Linked DNA regions of Sus scrofa: region 1 is linked to region 2. A link is a contact called in public Hi-C data. All regions are on one chromosome and are shown on one strand. The core of a region is the stretch at or near the end of the contact, and the rest is flanking DNA. Distances in the headings are between cores, read along the strand shown.

Region 1 (5,002 bases), core at 168-2,667, 51 kb after region 2:
TTTGTGGCAACACGGAATCCTTAACCCACTGAGCAAGGCCAGGGGTCGAATCCACATCCTCATGGAGACTATGTAAGGTTCTTAATCCGCTGAGCCACAACGGGAACTCCAATTCTGTCACCTTTGATCAACATCCTGACTTCGTCTGTAAAGACATTCATAGGAATAACTTATGGCCACTGTGATGTACCATATGCTGCTTACAGAGGAGCCTATGCACCAAGCATGTTATTATGTTTTTAACACTATCAGTCAGGGATTATTAACCTTTTCTAGACTACAGATCCCTGTGAAAATCTGAACAAAGTTCAAGATTCTCTCTTCAGAAAAACACACATACTTAATATTTGCAAATTTGCCTTATTTTCCCCATGCAGTTCAGGTTAAGAACATTTCTTCTATATGCCCAAGTGCAGGGCCTGGTACTGCACTGTGCTTTTTTTGGTCTTTTCTTTTCTTTTTTTCTTTCTTTTTTTTTTTTTTTTAGGGCCACTCCCGTGGCATAGGGAAGTTCCCAGGCTAAGGTTTAATGGGAGCTGCAGCTTCTGGCCTATGCCAAGGCTACAGTAATGCAGGATCCGAGCTGAATCTGTGACAATTTACAGATGAAGGCTGTGTGGATCAGATAGGATCAATATCTGTCTTATCCAGTCTAACCTTTTATCTTCAAAAGATAAAGGCCCTTGACGTCAACCTTCCAACCAGATGTTATACTCAAGGGCTACAGGAAGGGGTGATCTCAGAGACTCCATGGTCTCTCTAAATTGCTTCCACTTACAGCCAAGGAACCCATGACCCAAAAAGAGGAAGAAAGGGCACGTGTCATAGTCCTCTGTCCTTCCTACTCACCACAGCTGTCTTCACTGCTAGTACCTCGCAGAGAGAGAGCAGTAGCTCTTAATAAGGGTCTGAACAGAACCAGATGATAAGTGGAGAACATCCTTAACTGGGTGATTAGGCAGAGAGAGGCGGAGAAGTAGAGGTCTCTGGCCGGACTCCCACCCCGGCGGGTGGGGTGGGGAGGCTACATGGAGAAAATTTAGGGCTAGTTCCCATCCAGGCTAGTTTGCTGGCGATAAAAAAAAAAAAAAAAAGCAGGAGCAATAGGGCAGCTCTCCCTGGGGCTCGAATTTTCTCGCTGCGACCCTCCATGCCTTCAACGGTAGCCGGAAGGAAAGGCGAAGGGAAGAATGTACCCAGTATTTCTGATACCTGATACAGGAATCCGGATCTTCTTGACAGTCCACATTGCACATGAAGCGCTCCCAGTGCAGCCAGCCCATGGTAGGGGTCCTCGCCAAGCCGTTGTTCAGGGCCCGGGCCCCTGGGACGCCCCAGAGAACCTGGGCCAGGAAGCAAAATGGCAGCACGTAGCCCAGCCGCCGGACCCTGCTCACCGGCTTCATCGTAGCTGTCATCACGCAACAGAGATCTCCAGGAGTCACCTGGGCTTCTAGGTTCTTAAGGGCTAAAAAGGCGGAGGCGGCCCGCGGAACCCAACTTCGCTCGCCTACCCAATCATCGGTGAGTTGTTAAGCAATGACGAAACTGTTTCTCCGGCAACTGGGATGGTTATCCCCAGAGGCGGACCAATAACCAGTCAGAGAAGACGCCCCGCCACCAACCATACCATCTTTTTCTGAATATCGACCCGCCCTATTGTCATACCAGAAGGAAGTGCGGCACTTTAATGATCCCGCGGTAGAGCCGAGCAGTGCTCACGTGACCGAGATCTCACATGACGTAGGTCCTCACGTGACCAGTCGCTTACGTGAGCAGAAGTAGTTCTGGTCGTCGTCTACCGTCTCGCTATAGCCGTTTGAGGGAAGAAAGAGGAAAATTATCCGGTATCGTTAGAGGTTGGTGTGTGGGTGGGAGCCGGGGCCCCGGGGGGTGGTGATGATGAAGACCAAAGCGGGGTCCGCGGGCCGCCTCCGCCTTTTTCGTTCCCTGCTTTCCGCTCCCCCGCTCTCCCCTCCCCCCGTCTCAGTGCCGGGAAGCCGCCTTTGCTGCGCCTGGTGGGGAAATGGTGGACGTTTCGTGACTGTGTCTGTGTTTTTGTATATCTGTCTGTCTGGGCGGGTCTCAGAGGACCCTTAAGAGAAACCATAAGCTGAAAGACATTGGAAAACCACGTCCCTAGTTTAGGAAGATCCTGATCTTGAGACCAGAGGTCTGAGTGCTGGTCCATCCATTCAGGCACCCAGTCTCCAGTGCCTGATTGTCTGTCTGTAGGGGGAGGCACCAAGCGAATTTGATCTGTAGAGTCACGTCTAGGCAAATGCTGCGTGCCTCACAGAGGCGCCCAAGGAATTTTTAAAAATTGAATTAAATATTTAAATAACGTTTATTTTTCTGCTTGTAACAATTCACATGCTCAATTTTGAACATTGGAAAAATAACAGTATACTATAAATTAAAAAAAAATACACCCAGAGATAACAGCTCAGCATTTTGGTCTATAAAAAGTCTGTACATATCACAGGCATAGGTGCACAAATTCTTCACTCCTAAATGGAATCCTGGGTCCTACTTCAGGCAACAGAGTCCTCGTGGCCTTCCCAGGAGTCACAGTAATGAAGTAGAACTTCCCTGCCACTACAGTGGGGGACGTGAAAGCCTAGAGTGCTGTAGGGACGTTAAATGGGATGGGTCATCCAAGAAATAAGGCAGGCAAAATACCAGTTCGTAAATCTGTCACTCAGACTAAAGACGGTCCGTAGGAAGGCTATTATCATGGCAGATGCAGTGTTCCAGGCACATAATAGGCAATTAGTAAATGTTGACTTGAATCCTCAGTGTAGTTTTAGGGCAGTTATTACACTTTGTCCTTTCTTTCCAAGAGGCCCAGTGTTCCCCAGACCGTGTCAGATAAGTCATCCACATACAAAATGAGAAAATTTTATAAAATTTGCTCTACCAATCCCAGAAAAGTAAACATTTTGTTAGTTTTCTGTTATTTTTCCCTGAAATAAAGGTAACTACTCTCTATAGAAAATCAAGAAGGCACAAAAAATTGACAAAAATTTTGAAAAATCCATAAATCTACCAGAGTAACCACTATTAACATGTGCCATATTAACACGTACTTTTCTAACATTGCTCTTTATTCTAATTACAGTGATTTAAAAGTTAAAACTATGTAGAAGTATACAGGGTAAAAAGTGAAAAATCCACTTCACTCTTCCTACCCGCTAGTCCTCATTTTCTCAAAAAAACAACTCATATCCCTCCAGAACTTCTCTGCATTTACATATGTATATACATGCCTGGGTATACTTTAAAATAAGTAGGATCATACTATGCATATTCCTTCACTTAATGTATTTTGGAACTCTTCCTATGTCAGGGCAGATTTTTTAAAAAACAGCAGCATGATATTCTGTTTTAAGGGTAAAGTGTAATTCAGCCATTCCCCTGTTGATGGATGATTAGGTTTCTAATTTTCTGCCATTACCAGCAGTGCAGCAGTGAACATTTGTGAGAATTTCTCTTGACCAGGTTTCTGTAAGGAATTCCAGCAGGGTCAGAGGATATGTGAACACAGATCTTTTTCATAGTTGAGGTTGTAAAATAGCTATGATCTTGGGTCACTTAAGATTATAGCATGAGTATTTCTCGTGTCATTAGATGGTTTTATAATTTTTAAAGTGTGTCATGTTTTATCTTTCTTAATAAAATACCTTTCAAAGAACATATAGCTCCATAAAGCTTTGTCTGAATTTCAGACCATTTTCTCAGGGTACAAAACCAGAAGTGGGTTTCCTGTATCAAAAGATGTTATACATACTTCCAAATTGCTTTCCTGAGAGACCTTATCAACTTCACTCCTCTGGGAGTGTATTTGCGAACCCTGCATATCTATGTTGACCTATCCTACCTGTTTAATTTTCACTATGTTAATGGGTGAAGAACGGTGATTAATTCAGGCTTTAACTTGTATTTCTGATAATTGATGAGGTTTGAAAATTTCCCAGACTCCTCTCCTGTATCCTCACATCCGTACTGCCGGTATATTTAATCTATTAGTAAGTCCCACGGACTGTGGTACGCTTTGAATGGCTAGATCTTATCTTTCTTCTCCCCACCCCCATTTTTAAACTGCTGTTGCTTTAAGTGAATCCCTTAGCATCTCTAAGAGACTAGAGTTCTAACAGATCTTGCTAGTGTCACCCAACTCCTCCTGTTTGAGAGCCACACTGTTGCCATGGCGATCTTTCTGAAAGGTTCTGATTACTTCATTCTCCTCCCCTCACTTTGCTTCTTTCACTTTCCTCCCCTCACTCCCCTCCTTGCACCCCCCCCTTTCTCCCCTCCCCACAGCCCCCAGTTTAAAACCCTGAAAAGGCCCTTAGCCTTTGTCCGGATGAGACCTTCCAGACCTGATCTCTCCATAGCCAGCCTTATCTCTTGCCTTGCTGCCTCCTATTTTAAAGTTTGTGGCTCCCTGAGCCAGTTAGTCCTTTTTATTCGACCATTCTTCGCCAGCTGAATTAACCAGCCAGTCCCTGCTTTATACCACCTCTTCACCCCACACAGAACCCTGTCATAGCAGGGATACTGTTTCTTTGCCCTTTTTGTCATTAGTTAAGTTGTGTAGCAGACCCTGTAGGACCATAAGGCCTCTCTGGGCTGATTGAGCCTTGTATGCCAGAGCCGAGTGCTGGACCTGGCAGCTGAAAAATGCCAAATGATGGTGTGAATTCTCCGTAATGTCTTTTTTTCCATTTATCTTTTTGGCCTTAATATTTCCCTGATTTTATTATTTCGTATGAGTTTTTTAAATATAATAAGGATAGTAATGAATTTGTTGTAGGTATCTTCTCAGGCATATTGTCTCTCTTTTCTAATCTTACTGTCTTTTCTAATCTGATGTAATGAAGTTTTTCACTTTAATATAGTCAGAGCCATCTTTGATTTGTTGACGTCTTCTGCTGGGTTTGTCACCATTAATTTTGGATATCTTTTCATCTTTTGTATATCTTTTCTGACTCTGTTTATA
Region 2 (5,340 bases), core at 2,699-5,198:
CATTTTTGTATATTAGTGGAGCAAGTGATACTTTTTACATCACATCACTGCCTGTTAAAAATCCTCAAATGGTTCCCCATCTTGTTTGGTAAAAGCTAAGTCCTCACAATGGCCCATAATGCCCTACATGATCAGTGCATGTCTCCATCCCCAACCATTATCTGTCTCTGACTGTATTTTCTTACTATTCTTTCTCATTTTACTCCAGCCATAGTGACCTTTGACTCTTCTGCGCTGGCATCACAGCATGTGGTTCCACCTTGGGGCCTTTGGCTCTATCATCACCCCTACCTTAAATGTTCTCTCAGATACCTACATGGCTTGGTTACTTTATTCTTTCAAGTCTCTACCGAAATGCCACCTCCCCTAGAAGGCCTTCTCCAACCATCTTTATCTAAAATAACAATGCCCCACAAATACCCTTACTCCGCTGCTTCTCCATGACACTCATTATACTGACATATTGATGTGTTTGTCACCTGGGGCCCCTCTCTAAAGCATAAGCTCCACACAGGCAGGGACTGTTTCTGCACACTGCTGAAATCCTGGCACCAAAAATACTGTCTGGCAGAGTAAGTACTTAAATGTTTGTTGAATTGTGTTTTCATCAGGAGTTTTAAAAATTTCCTAATAGTGCCTATATGGTCAGAAGTTAAACAGGGACTTGAAGCTTCTAGAGATGTGTATCTCCCAACCTTCATGGATTTGCACTAGAAGCTGCCAACAAGTAGTTCCATTTTAGGTCTACACTTCCGGTCAACTAGCATCCGAAGAGGGAATCCAGTCACTATCATCTCTTCTACTACACTCAGGGAATTGACTATCAGCACTGAATTCTTTTCCTCCCCATCTCATCTCAAGGTTCTCTTTTCTCACAAAAAGGTCAGGGGTGGGGGTGGGGTCCCTGGAATACTGTGCCATAACTTGCACAGGATGGGCTGCCCAGGCTGACTACATTTCAGCCTTGGAACTAGCCCACGTCAAATCTCTCCAGGATGTAGGAGACAACCAGAATAGAAAGCCTTCTCAATCACAGACTTCAATCTTGTAGAAGCTTTTATTTCGGTGATTAAAAGAACGCAGTAAATGGAAACTATACTGATTTACATTACGCATGCACCTCTACCTGAAATTGTATTAGTTTTTGACTGGCCTAAATTTTTATAACGTATTTTTTTTTCATTTAGGCACATCTTTGAATTTTTTTGAACCCTGATATACAGGGTAAGTTAACTTCTTCCTTGCGGCAGTTTAGTATGACAAGTATGTTTACTGGCTACATTCCTTTAACCTTAAAGGCCTCTAGACTCTCAGGCTACCTGTACTAGCTTGAGACTGTACTTTATAGAGATACTTAAGTGAATCACAATATAAGAGAGGGAGATAATCTAAAAAGCTGAAATGTACTGTATTCCATACATTTTTTTCCCCAGCACTGATAGTCCAACACTAGATAAGGAGGCCTACAGTTAAGTACCAAATTACTCTTTCCCCACTGCTGTCCTTTCTGAGAGATACAAAAATATGTATCAATCTCCCCAGAAATCTTCAATGAATCCACACAAATAACAGATCTTTACCTATGTGGTTCCACTATCAAAATTATAGGAAGCAGTGAATTAATGGGGCTATGAGAAAAGCATCGTCCCTCACACAGTAATATGCATCTAGTAGAGTTTTCCATTCATCTGTCAATTGTTTTCACAAGATTAGCATTAAAAAACACAATCCCAAACACATTTGACCCTCAAACCCCACACACACAAAAATTGGTCTTTGTTCTTTCTCAGAAGACAGGATGTCCCAAGAGTGACAAGGTGGGAGCCAATCCCCCCATAGCCTTTTCTTCAACCATCCCATCAACCGCTCTTCATTTCTTGAACTACCTTCCTTTTTCCAAAGAGGTAATGCTGAGATCAGTCAGAAAGGCTTTCTGAGAAGACTGGCTTGGATTTCTGGGTCTGTTCCAGTCGATTCAAGATGAACTGGCTTGTATCAATGAAGCGCTCAACGCAGTTCACAAAACAGGCCTCAGCCCGATTGTCCAACTTTGGCCCAGGCTTGTCCATGCACTTTTCCTGCTCAGAACAAGATACAGTATCACAAAGGGAACTGGGGGTGTTGGGGAGGGAGGGAGCTTCATGTTGCTTAGAGGAAAGACTTCACTAAAAAACAGTATCTATATGTTAATAGTTTCCATTTGACAGCTTACTTTGTGGCAATTTTCTACAGACTTACAATTTTTTACAATAACCACCCAATAGATACTATTATTAGTCTTCATTTTACAAAGAGGGAAGCTGTGGCACAGAGATACTTTGTCTCAAGTCATAGGGCCAGAAAATGGTGGAGCTGAGATATTACAAAGCAAGATACAAGGGAAATTCATCCGAATTTGGTTAGAACTCTGCAATGCTGTTTGCATTAAATGCCTTTAACTTAACTGCAGAATAAAAGGGTTAAAGGATAAATCTTTGCAGCAAGACACCCTAAAACCTACCAAAGACAGAAAGAAAATGTATGACCCGAGATTTGTAACACTGTCTACTTAAGCCACAGGTTCTTGAGTCCTCAACTACACCCCCTCCTGGCCCAAATGTAAATGTATCAGATTTTTTAAAATAATCAAAGCACTCTGGCTCAAGGCAGACGGGAGTTAAGTAAGCATTTGTTAAGGGTCAGATTTCAGCTTTACCATAAGTTTATGGTTCAAATGAATTTTGTTCATTATTCTCAGTTGTGTACACAAGCCTCTCAGACCCTCCACTTGTACAGAAAATGATCTTTGTCTCTTTATTCTGTGAATTTTGTTATGTCAAGGCAGGGCAGTTACTCTGTCCTTGGCATCCAGAGAACACTTTGATCCCAAGCTGCAAATAAGTGCCTTCTACCCTTTTGCCAAAGTTCCCTCACAACGCATACTCAATTCCTCAACCTTCAGACCTGAAACGGCTTGGTATTGCACAACAATCCAACTAGAAGGCAAAAAAGTGTGTATCTTGGTAGAGATTACGCCATTTTTATAGTTGGTGGGCTAGAGCCATTCACTTCTCACGAGGGACGGTTGGAGCAAATGAATAATCAAGGTAAACTCTATGAGTGCAGGGACAGGGATTCATTAACTCCTTGGGAATCAGGGTGCCAGAAATAAAATCCCAGTACTGGAGGTTCTCATCAGTCTTAGAGACCAGCCCTAGGAAGGTTCAACCTTCGGTTCCTAAAGCGCTGGTTGGGACAACTGCTTAAGACTGCTACAATCAATCTCCAGTCCTCTGCACTAACAAAGCCGAGGTCCGGTGTGACAGTTCCCTGAGAAGTGGAGTAACCCTTTCTCCCTTCAGGCTCGGCCTGAGGAACCTAAGGAAACCGAGGGGATGCTGCCAGGTCCTTTCCCTTCCCCGAATCCCAGACGTTGTGGTGAGTCGCGCCGGGCAAGGACAGGGGTGAAGTAGGTACACTGGCTAGATCCCAGCCCCAGGCTTCTCACCCAACAAAGTTCCGTCATCTGGTGCACCAGCTGCTGGAAGCGCTGTTTCTGAGTCTCCACCTCGATGAAATGCTGCAGCTGCGGGTCCACTGAGCCCAAACCCGCCGCGGAGGAAGACGAGGAGGAATCCATCCCAGCGCGGCCACGCGTGCCGAGACGAACTCCGCACCAACTCACCGACCTTCACGTGTCTCCGTGGCGGAACCGGAACCACAACCCGCCGCCTCCGGGACCGCCCCGTGAGCATACGGCGCCGGCGCGCGGCCCAGCACCAAGGACCGCCTACGCCCCTCCCCGGAGCCCCCCCTCTCCTCTCCGGACTTTCCTCCCAGTCGCCGGCTCCCCTTGCTCCCGCCCCTGCGACCCGGTGGCGGCGCCCTACCTGCGCCTAGAAGTCTCAGGACTGGCGGCCCAGCGCTGTGGCGCTGTCGAGACGTTATTTCAAAAAGCAAAGAAAAAAATAAGGTAAAAAAGGGAAGTTACTTCAGACCACGTGGCCCGTTCCCGAAGGGCCCAACAGCCCCGCCCCTGACCGCTTCCAAATTGGCCCGCGCTTTCCCAGCTGCAGCTCTGGTGCTAGGCTCGGACTGCTTGGTCCATCATTTAGTCGTCCCGGACCCCTGGCTCTACCTAGTTCTTTGATGGAGTTCACCCGTCCTGACGCAGGGGGAAGAGGCTCCGGCGCAGCTTGTCCCCAACTGTCAGATTCGTTCCGATAATACCGCATGCCTACTGTGTGCTTTTTAGTTTGTGATCACTGTCTCTGATTCAGAAGCAGAATTTTTCTAGAGCCAGAGGGGTTAAATGCGAAGGATCCCGTCGAGTTCTCAAAGTAGGAATATGACAAACTAAGGTCACACAGCAGTTTCCTGGAACACTGAGATAGGGCGCTTCAGGGGCGCTGCATGATTAATCAAAATAGCAAGAAACTTTCATGCTTTCCAGTAATTTTATTTTATCAAAACACCCTCCCCTCCCATTTTTATAACACCGTTTCATTCCTGCCAAATTCTACCTCCCTCCCCTCAAGTTCTATTGCCTACCTAGAGAGCGGTTGGACCCCTTGTGAGGCTATTTACATCCCTCCCTCCCCCCAAAACGTTTCTATTCCCAATTCAGTCTGTCTTAATACTCTTAGGAAATGTCCTCTCTGGGGGAAAATACCAGGCACAATAATTCCTTGCCCTCAGAAGGTACTATCCCAGGAAAAAGAGAGGCATTCCTAGATGTAGAGAGGGGCCTTTGTGTATTCAGCGAGGGTGCAAAGGCTCCAGGGCCTGTAAGCCTGGGATTTCCTCAGAGAAAGTGAAATTGGGGCTTGCGGAGGCGAGGAGTGGAACCAAGAAACTTATTGGTGAGCTCAGGATTCTTCATCCATGACATCTAGAATGTTGCTCAGAAGAATTTTGAAAGTGGGACGTTCATCTGCTTTCTAAAACCAAAGAAAAAAAGAGTATTATACTGAGCTAGAATCCAGAATTCAAGGGAAATGCAATGAGTAAATAGCAAATGTTAATAAAGTTTATTTTTACTTTTTTAATTTATTTCTTTCATTATAGCTGGTTTACAGTGTTCTGTCAATTTTCTACTGTACTATATGCCCAGTAGCATACCCTGTGGATTAACCCCTCCCCCCCAAAAGGGAAAAGAAATAGAAGTGCTCGATAAAGGCTTTGTGCACTTTATTTATTTATTTATTTATTTATTTATTTTTTGTCTTTTTGCTATTTCTTGGTCCGCTCCCGCGGCATATGGAGGTTCCCAGGCTGGGGGTCCCCCCGCGGCATATGGAGGTTCCCAGGCTGGGGGTCCAATCGGAGCTGTAGCCACTGGCCTACGCCAGAGCCACAGCA

What was found. Hi-C and Micro-C count contacts between places; a contact is called where the count stands out from the background.
Region 1: a Hi-C map of liver shows a contact between it and region 2, with 3 times the contacts expected there. The contact joins the promoter of GLA here to the promoter of TIMM8A in region 2. A contact is called at or near these places in 1 of 5 promoter capture datasets (fetal liver), 5 of 47 Hi-C or Micro-C datasets (blood, heart right ventricle, liver and 1 more) and 1 of 2 datasets of contacts at active chromatin or transcription factors (alveolar macrophages).

The regions. Positions count from the first base shown.
Region 1 is chrX:83,030,856-83,035,857 of Sscrofa11.1, forward strand. It overlaps GLA (galactosidase alpha), which reads right to left and starts at 1,418. Exons shown (of 7, transcript NM_001177925.1): 1 at 1,213-1,418. The coding sequence starts at 1,418. It overlaps HNRNPH2 (heterogeneous nuclear ribonucleoprotein H2), which reads left to right and starts at 1,670. Exons shown (of 2, transcript XM_021079664.1): 1 at 1,670-1,859.
Region 2 is chrX:82,977,090-82,982,429 of Sscrofa11.1, forward strand. TIMM8A (mitochondrial import inner membrane translocase subunit Tim8 A) reads right to left here and starts at 3,949. Exons shown (of 2, transcript XM_003135239.3): 1 at 3,488-3,949; 2 at 1,039-2,078. The coding sequence starts at 3,619. The coding sequence ends at 1,917. BTK (Bruton agammaglobulinemia tyrosine kinase) reads right to left here. Exons shown (of 19, transcript NM_001243576.1): 19 at 4,423-4,919. The coding sequence ends at 4,848.